Regions from separate parts of the Danio rerio genome. Here region 2 is linked to region 1. Evidence: chromatin contacts called from public HiChIP or PLAC-seq data. All regions are on one chromosome and are shown on one strand. Each heading gives the region's core, a stretch centred on a gene start, on an enhancer-like site or on the middle of the called end of the contact. The rest is flanking DNA. Distances are from core to core; before and after follow the strand shown.

Region 1 (3,669 bases), core at 538-3,037:
AAAAGCGCACATAGTAATGAAACAATGGAGGAATTGGTTTATGTTTGCTTTAGCTCTTAAAACTTTCAATTTGCTAGCAAAAATTTGCATTCTTCCAAGAAACAAAAGCACTGGAATTTAGTTTTTTCCCAACATATTTGCAAGCTATAATTTTTTGTCATCTAACATAGTTGGAAGCCAATGTAGAGTTCCTTGGAAAAATCTGTTTTTGTTGTCATTATACTTTTTTAATTTGAGAAAAATGTTTTGGGTAATTGTTTATTTTATCTGAAATGTCATACATCTTTATGTTGATGGTATATAATTAAAAATGGACTGCAGCTCCTTTAAATGGGAGTTTTTCTGGTTCTTTGATCTTTCTCAGCCTTTGGTCTGAGCTCTCATTGGTTTGCTTTAGTGTAGCTAATGTGCATTTCATGGTGGTTAATCCTAAAAACAAATGAACAGTTTTTAAAAAAATTGACTGTGCAGGCTCAATAAAGTGTTTTCCAGAATCTTTTATCAATACATTATTGGCACGTTTTGAATGCAAGAGAGAAAGCAAAAGAAATTTAATTTAATAGTCCTCCCAATCATTCTATCAAGTAAATTAATTTTTACCATCACTTCTTTAGGGCATCTGCTGAATGTAAAAATATAGTTCATGAAATATTATAGAAATTAAACTTCTCTAAATTTTGAGAAAAGTTGTCATATAAAAAATAACCCTACCTTTCCTTCTGAGGTAAGCCAGTAACATCTCTTCTGGATCAGCATTCTTCTCCACGATCTGTACATACAAACAACAGAAACACAAACTAAATACAATATAGCACAATTTTTTGTTTTAACTGTTGTAACAGATGTATTCAGAATTTTCTATCTGTTAAGAAACCAAAATCACTGTCATGAATATCAATTTTGTTGCTGTTTGACTCAAAACGTTTCTTAAATTATACTTGAATACTTTTTATACTTTAGTACACCAGGTTACGTAAATGTTTATAAATTGATGTTTATATAATGCAAATTTGGTAGCGAGACAACATGAAGTATAAGCTTACACTTTTTAATAGTTGATAAATTATCGTTATAGATTCAGCGTTAACTGGATATGTGAATATTTAACTTGTTTGATTAAAAGTTAAAGGGTTTGGGTATGGGGTTTATTAATGTTAAGAATTACATTATAATTTTGGCATCTTTGGTGGTTTATGTTAGGTTTAGAAATTGTTTTTATCATTGAAGACTTCTCAGAGATACTAAAAATATCAGAATAGATGAACATCAATGATATAAGAGTTTAAGCCTGTATTTGTGTGAGATGAATGAACATGTGTAAAGCATAGAAAATCATTTTCATGGCGTCATCATGAGAGGAATAATGATTCTGCTCGGTGGCCTGCTGACTGTCATGTGCCACAATTCTGATAAGCACGGTTGGACACGCCATTTCCTGTTGGTGAACTTTGGTTATTTATGTTGACTATAAGAATGTGATTCAACTCAAAAATGCACATTTACTCCCTTTAGAAGTCATAATAATAAAATCTGCTTTCTTAGCAGCAAATTGAACTCTAATTTCACATTTATTCATAAACATACATGTAAAGCCACCATGGTATATTAATAATATTATGAACTGTAATCCATTAGCACAATAAAAAGTCAAAGAGACTGCACAATTAAAACGTATTAAATATATCTATTTCTGTAAACATGATTCAAGTAGAAGTATCTGTAATGGAAACATACCTTTTTGCCATTGATGTAGAAGACAAGTTCACTGTTCACAGATAGAGAAGACATGGTGAGATGAGAAGGTTCGCAATGAAGATGCTCCTGGTTTACTGACAATCAGCTGAATGAGCGGTGAAGGGACTGATATCACATGTTAAATGCTTTGCCTTCATTTTCATGGTTAAAATACAGGAATGCGTGAATAAAGTGTTTTTTTCAACTACTGGTAACATAACAGTTCAATAATGCAATATCACATGAATAGCGATGCAATATGGCAGTGCATTGGCAGTGCTGTATTGCATATATAACCACATTGCAGGGCTTTGGGAGTAACATTGCATCTATAAAATAGTTTGATGGCACAAGTGGGTAAACAAAAATTAAAAACGTCTTATGAAAATGTCTTAAAACCCCTTGAGGAACTACTTCGGCTACGAATTTACATGTGAAGTTGACTGTAGGCTATAACTGTTGATCAAAAGTCATTGCTAATTTTGAAAATCTCCTGTTAGGACTTATGAATTATTTTATTGCATTATGTAGAGCAGGGGTGCCCAAACTCAGTCCTAAAGGGCTAGTCTCCTTAGAATTTAGCTTCAACCCCAATTTGAAACACCTGATCCAGCTAACCAAGCTCTAAACTTCCAAGCAGGTGTGTTGAGGCAAGTTGAAGCTAAACTTTGCAGGACACCAGCCCTCCAGGACCAAGTTCGGGCATCCCTGAGAGTATAATGGCTTATTAATAAATAAAACAGGGTGTTGCTCACGTATTATCTTAACACGTAACGTCATAAAACAGCATCAGTCAAACTTTATTTTAAGGTATAATTCTCACTATTATTGAATTATTTTTTATGATTTTTGCTTCAATAAGCTCTTAATTTGCTTCTTGTTATTATGTATTGTTGTGGTAGTTTTAAGTATTAGCTAGGATTATGGATATTAAGAATATAAGGCTAAAGGCTAAAGCCCACTTAACACTGGCCTATAAGTGTCACAGCCAGTGTTATTTTTTGATTTGCCTTTTTTTAGGTGTCTTAAGCTTAAATGAGATTTAAGGAGGAAACAAGGGTGTTTAAACCTCGTGGTATGATTTTCCACCCACCAACACTTATTATTCACTATTATTCAACTAGCCCTAAAGCATACAGTCTTTGAGATAGCATATGGTCCAATTGAATGCATAGGGATATGACATTTCTGCCTCTGAGAGGAGAAAGAATGATGTAAGTGAATGTGTGTTTGTTGGTTCGATGTGTTCATCTATTGGTGTAGAGAACTGAGAACCATTTTGAAGAGCATGGAAGAGAGAGCAGAGATTAGTATTATAATGTATAGGTGGACCTGTACATCATTCAAATATGTTTTCAAATTATATACATAATATTCCCTTTTTTATTCATAAATGACATGGTTAAATCATTATGTCATAGTATTTTATACGTTTATATTTAGTACGTAATCTAGAATGATAATAAACAACGTTTTGTGAGTTAACCTCACAAAAGAAAAAAAAAAAAACTTTATTATAGTTTGCTCTTTGGTGATTGATAAAGAAATCACACCCCGCTTTACAATGGTATGAGTAGATTCGGAATTGCGAATCCCTGTCGGCAGGGAGGGGTGATCTTTTTACCATTTTCCAAATGTGTTTTGACACGAGTATAGTTTTGACTGTTATATGCTGTTTCACATTTTTATTTACGAATAAAAAGTTTTGAATGTACAATTTACGCTATTTCGTTTGTATAAAACATTTTAGCCCCCGCAATTCCCTGTAATAGACTGGTCCATTGTTTTTTGCACAGTTCTTCTTCTGCGCAGGCGCAGCAGTCCCTTACCATCCGGGAGAGTTTGTGTGTCGGGTTCGGACCTGCCATTGTCTTGCTTTGTTCTTGGGTTCAAAAAGCCGTTTTTTATCTGCATTCATTTCGGTAAGACTGTCAT
Region 2 (3,669 bases), core at 360-2,859, 730 kb after region 1:
AAGAAAGGGAGGAGTAAAAAGGCAGTGAAAGCCCAGACAGCAGCCTAAATCTCTCAGAAGTTCTTCAGCAACCCTTGGCCCTTTGTCATTGTAAATGAATATTAGCTGCTTCAGTCCAACTCTACATCACCAGGATGATGAAGATGAAACCAGGGTGGACATTTCAGCAAGACAATAATCCAAAGCACAGTCAAGGGAACTCTCTAATGCTTTCAGAGAAAGAAAATTAAGCTGCAGAATGGCCCAGCCAATCACCTGCTCAGAGTCCAATCCAAAATACAAATTAAAGATCAGATTTGATAGACGAGACCCACAGAACCATCAAGACTGAACATCAGAGCAATTTGTGTGACTTCAAACCAGTGCAGTATTTCATATACTTATTTACAAAAATCTATAAGGGATTTGTGTTTGTTAATAACAGTTATATTCCTTGTACTTTTATTTTTGTTATTTCATAATTTGAAATGTATAAACAAAAATATGTATTATTATTATTATTATTATTATTATTATTGCTATATAGACATTGCACTACAAAACATTTAACCATCTATTTATAAAAACAATGACAACAGTACAAATAATTATATTAAAAACATAAACAAATATATACACAAAAATGTACAAAACAACTGAAATATAACATAAACAAAATATGATAGTATATTCTTGCATTATTGTAATGAATTATAATACTACAACTATTAACAATATTAACATATGTAACATGCAAAATAAGGTATTTATAAAGTGAAAATTATTATTATTAAACAACAACGGCTAATACAAACACACACACACACACACACACACACACACACACACACACACACACACACACACACACACACACACACACACACACACAAATAAAACAAAATTATTCAATAGCATCTAAGCAAGGTGCTTGCAATACAAAACACAATGCTGCCACCTTGTGTCCACACTCCTTTTACATAATCCATCATTTATTGAAAACATGAAAAAAATGCCAAAAAATAAAAGAATTTAATGTTTTTTTTTTGTTTTTTTCCCTCACGCAAATGCCTTGATTAATTATGCATATATTGTAATATAATTCCCAGCTGATATTTTATATTTACATACACAAACAATACTTTGGCTATTAAAGAGACTTGTTCAGACTTGCCTCCTGTCTAATTTATGCAATGAGGTAAAATAATTATTACCAAGTAGGCGTGTCTTTCCTATTCTGATGTAAACACTATAACGTTAAGTTGATTTTTTAAGAACATTTTTTTTTCCATTACTTTAATCTCATAAAAAAGTTCGTTTAGGTTTGCCTTTCTGTGTTTTTATTTATTTATTTATTTTTTATTTTTTTACCAAAAAGAAAGTGTATACCAAAGTTAAGACCTGGTTGAGATTGCCATTATTAATTATTCATAAGCAGGCGTCACTATCAGAAAATACATAAGCAGCTTACACTTTATTTAACAATATATGACGTTAGTCGCATAGAGTTAAACTTCAGAAAATAAATTTTAGAAAGTTAAAAACAACAATAAAAGTAAAGTTTTAAACGACTGCTTTCTAAATAATAATGAATTATTCATTAGTAGGCGTGTCAGCCAGAGGCCCCATATTATTCCGCATACAAAAAGTGCATGTAAACTCGACAGGTTAGCGTGGCCAAGTTGTTGGGTCAACAGAAACTTACCAAACTTTTAGGACGCAAACCAAACCCTAACAGTGTATCTTTTCCAGACAGATGCTGAAGCAGCACATGGCGGCGACAGAGTCAAGCCTAAGCCCGGCGGTGGAGTCGGTAGTGCCGGCTTGTATGTTCGCACCTGACCGGGGCTGCGCAGAAGATTCACCCGGCGCAGAGTGCAGCGACGACCGCGACGACCAGAACGGGGAAGCCGAGGACCATTTAGACCTCACCAGCAAGGTTTCTCTTAGGCCTGAGAGCTTCTTTGTGTGCATGAGTCAATATTAAAAGTTTGTATAAAAAAACGTGATTTAAAACACAATGAGAAACTTTTATTTCGGTGTAAATGCCGGTGTGTGAGTGACACGTTGGCTGTGAGTGAACGCCAGCTGGCACTAATTCAACGCGCGGTGCTTATATATGCATAAGAGCGGTATAAATGAAACAATAATACTGTAATGTGGAGGGTTTTTCTGGACAGATGCATTGTTGAAGAGTAAAAGTGCAAAGTTTGGAAAGAAATAAAAGTTTAAAACAGGTCTAGAAGTTTTTTTGGACACTTAAAATCACAGTTTAAAACATAACGTTACAAATATTATTACATTACCTTTATTAAGACTTACATTTGCAATTTGTACTTCATTTTACACACACACACACACACACACACACACACACACACACACACACACATATATATATATATATATATATATATATATATATATATATATATATATATAATAACAAATTCAGATAGCATTTAAACCATTTTATTGCACATTTTTAATAGAAATTGAAGCTAACCAGTCTTCAGTCTAAGGCAGTAAATATTTTATACATCTTTTAAATAATATATATATATATATATTATCAAAAGTGCTTGTGTCGTGTCATTATTTTGCAAATAAATAAAACATATAAATAAAAACATAAATGTAAAAAATATAAAAAGCTGTATTATTCATTACTATATTTAATATTAATTATACAAAATAAAAAATAACAATTTAATATATAGTTACAAAACAGTCATGCTAATCTATTTGTGTTAATTAATAATTATGTTCTCCTTAAAATCTGATTAATTATAACTTGCTCTAAAATTAAAGTAATGCATTTTAGCATTGTTTCACAATTAATTTGATATTTTCCATGACATTTAATGACATGAAACACTTTTTCTTTTACTTGAGTATATTTTTTATTTATTCCAATAAATATAATTTATGTATATACAATGCTTAGCATATATGAGTACATCACCCACAAATCTCTCATCTAAAGTAAAATTTTCTGTAGGAGGCTTTGCAATATTATATTTTGCCAATAATTTAGATTAGTCAGTACTGAAGCCAAATCTGGAGCTTACAATAATGGTTAAAAAATTAGTAGCCCAAATTTATACGTAAGGGAAAAAAATGTTCAAAAATAGCAAAAATCAATAAAAAAATAAATATATATTTATTTTTTGGAATTATCTTTCCATTTCTAAAGATGTTCTGTTTTCTGATGTATCTGTTTTGTTCAAATGCACCAATATATATTACCTATATTCACTGAGAAATAGATAAAAGTATTCATATTCAAAATGGGGTGTACTCGTATATGCTGAGCATTGTAGGTATTAAAAAACAGAATGCATACCAATATTTCTGCGTTACATACAATGTCATATATCAAAATACTCAATATACAATTTTTCTTTGTATTCTTCTAGAAGTTGCTTTACTAATAAACTGCTGTTATGTGTTGTCAGTTTGCGCTGGTCAGCCCCACAGGAGAGCAGTATGACTGTTTACAAAAACAGTTGCGAGAGCGAATAGAGGAAGGATGTGGAGAAACCATCTATGTGATCGGCATGGGAACAGGTGAGACGTGTGAAGATATTAAGGCAAAACCCTGCAGACGAATAGGGTAAAACCAATGACTAATAACTAGATCATGATCATAACTAATTACACGTTATATGCGGGGTCTTAAAAAGGCCT

What was found. HiChIP or PLAC-seq counts read pairs in DNA pulled down with a chosen protein or histone mark.
Region 2: a contact with region 1 is called in an H3K4me3 HiChIP or PLAC-seq map of embryo, with 9 times the contacts expected there. The contact joins the promoter of gtpbp1l here to the promoter of aox5 in region 1. A contact is called at or near these places in 2 of 18 Hi-C or Micro-C datasets (caudal fin and hematopoietic stem cells) and 2 of 4 datasets of contacts at active chromatin or transcription factors (caudal fin and embryo).

Annotation. Positions count from the first base shown.
Region 1 is chr22:13,813,600-13,817,268 of GRCz12tu, forward strand. It overlaps aox5 (aldehyde oxidase 5), which reads right to left and starts at 1,788. Exons shown (of 35, transcript NM_001278796.1): 1 at 1,735-1,788; 2 at 712-769. The coding sequence starts at 1,788. It overlaps bzw1a (basic leucine zipper and W2 domains 1a), which reads left to right and starts at 3,563. Exons shown (of 12, transcript NM_199708.1): 1 at 3,563-3,656.
Region 2 is chr22:14,548,508-14,552,176 of GRCz12tu, forward strand. It overlaps gtpbp1l (GTP binding protein 1, like), which reads left to right and starts at 1,610. Exons shown (of 12, transcript NM_001430984.1): 1 at 1,610-1,646; 2 at 1,732-1,918; 3 at 3,438-3,549. The coding sequence starts at 1,751.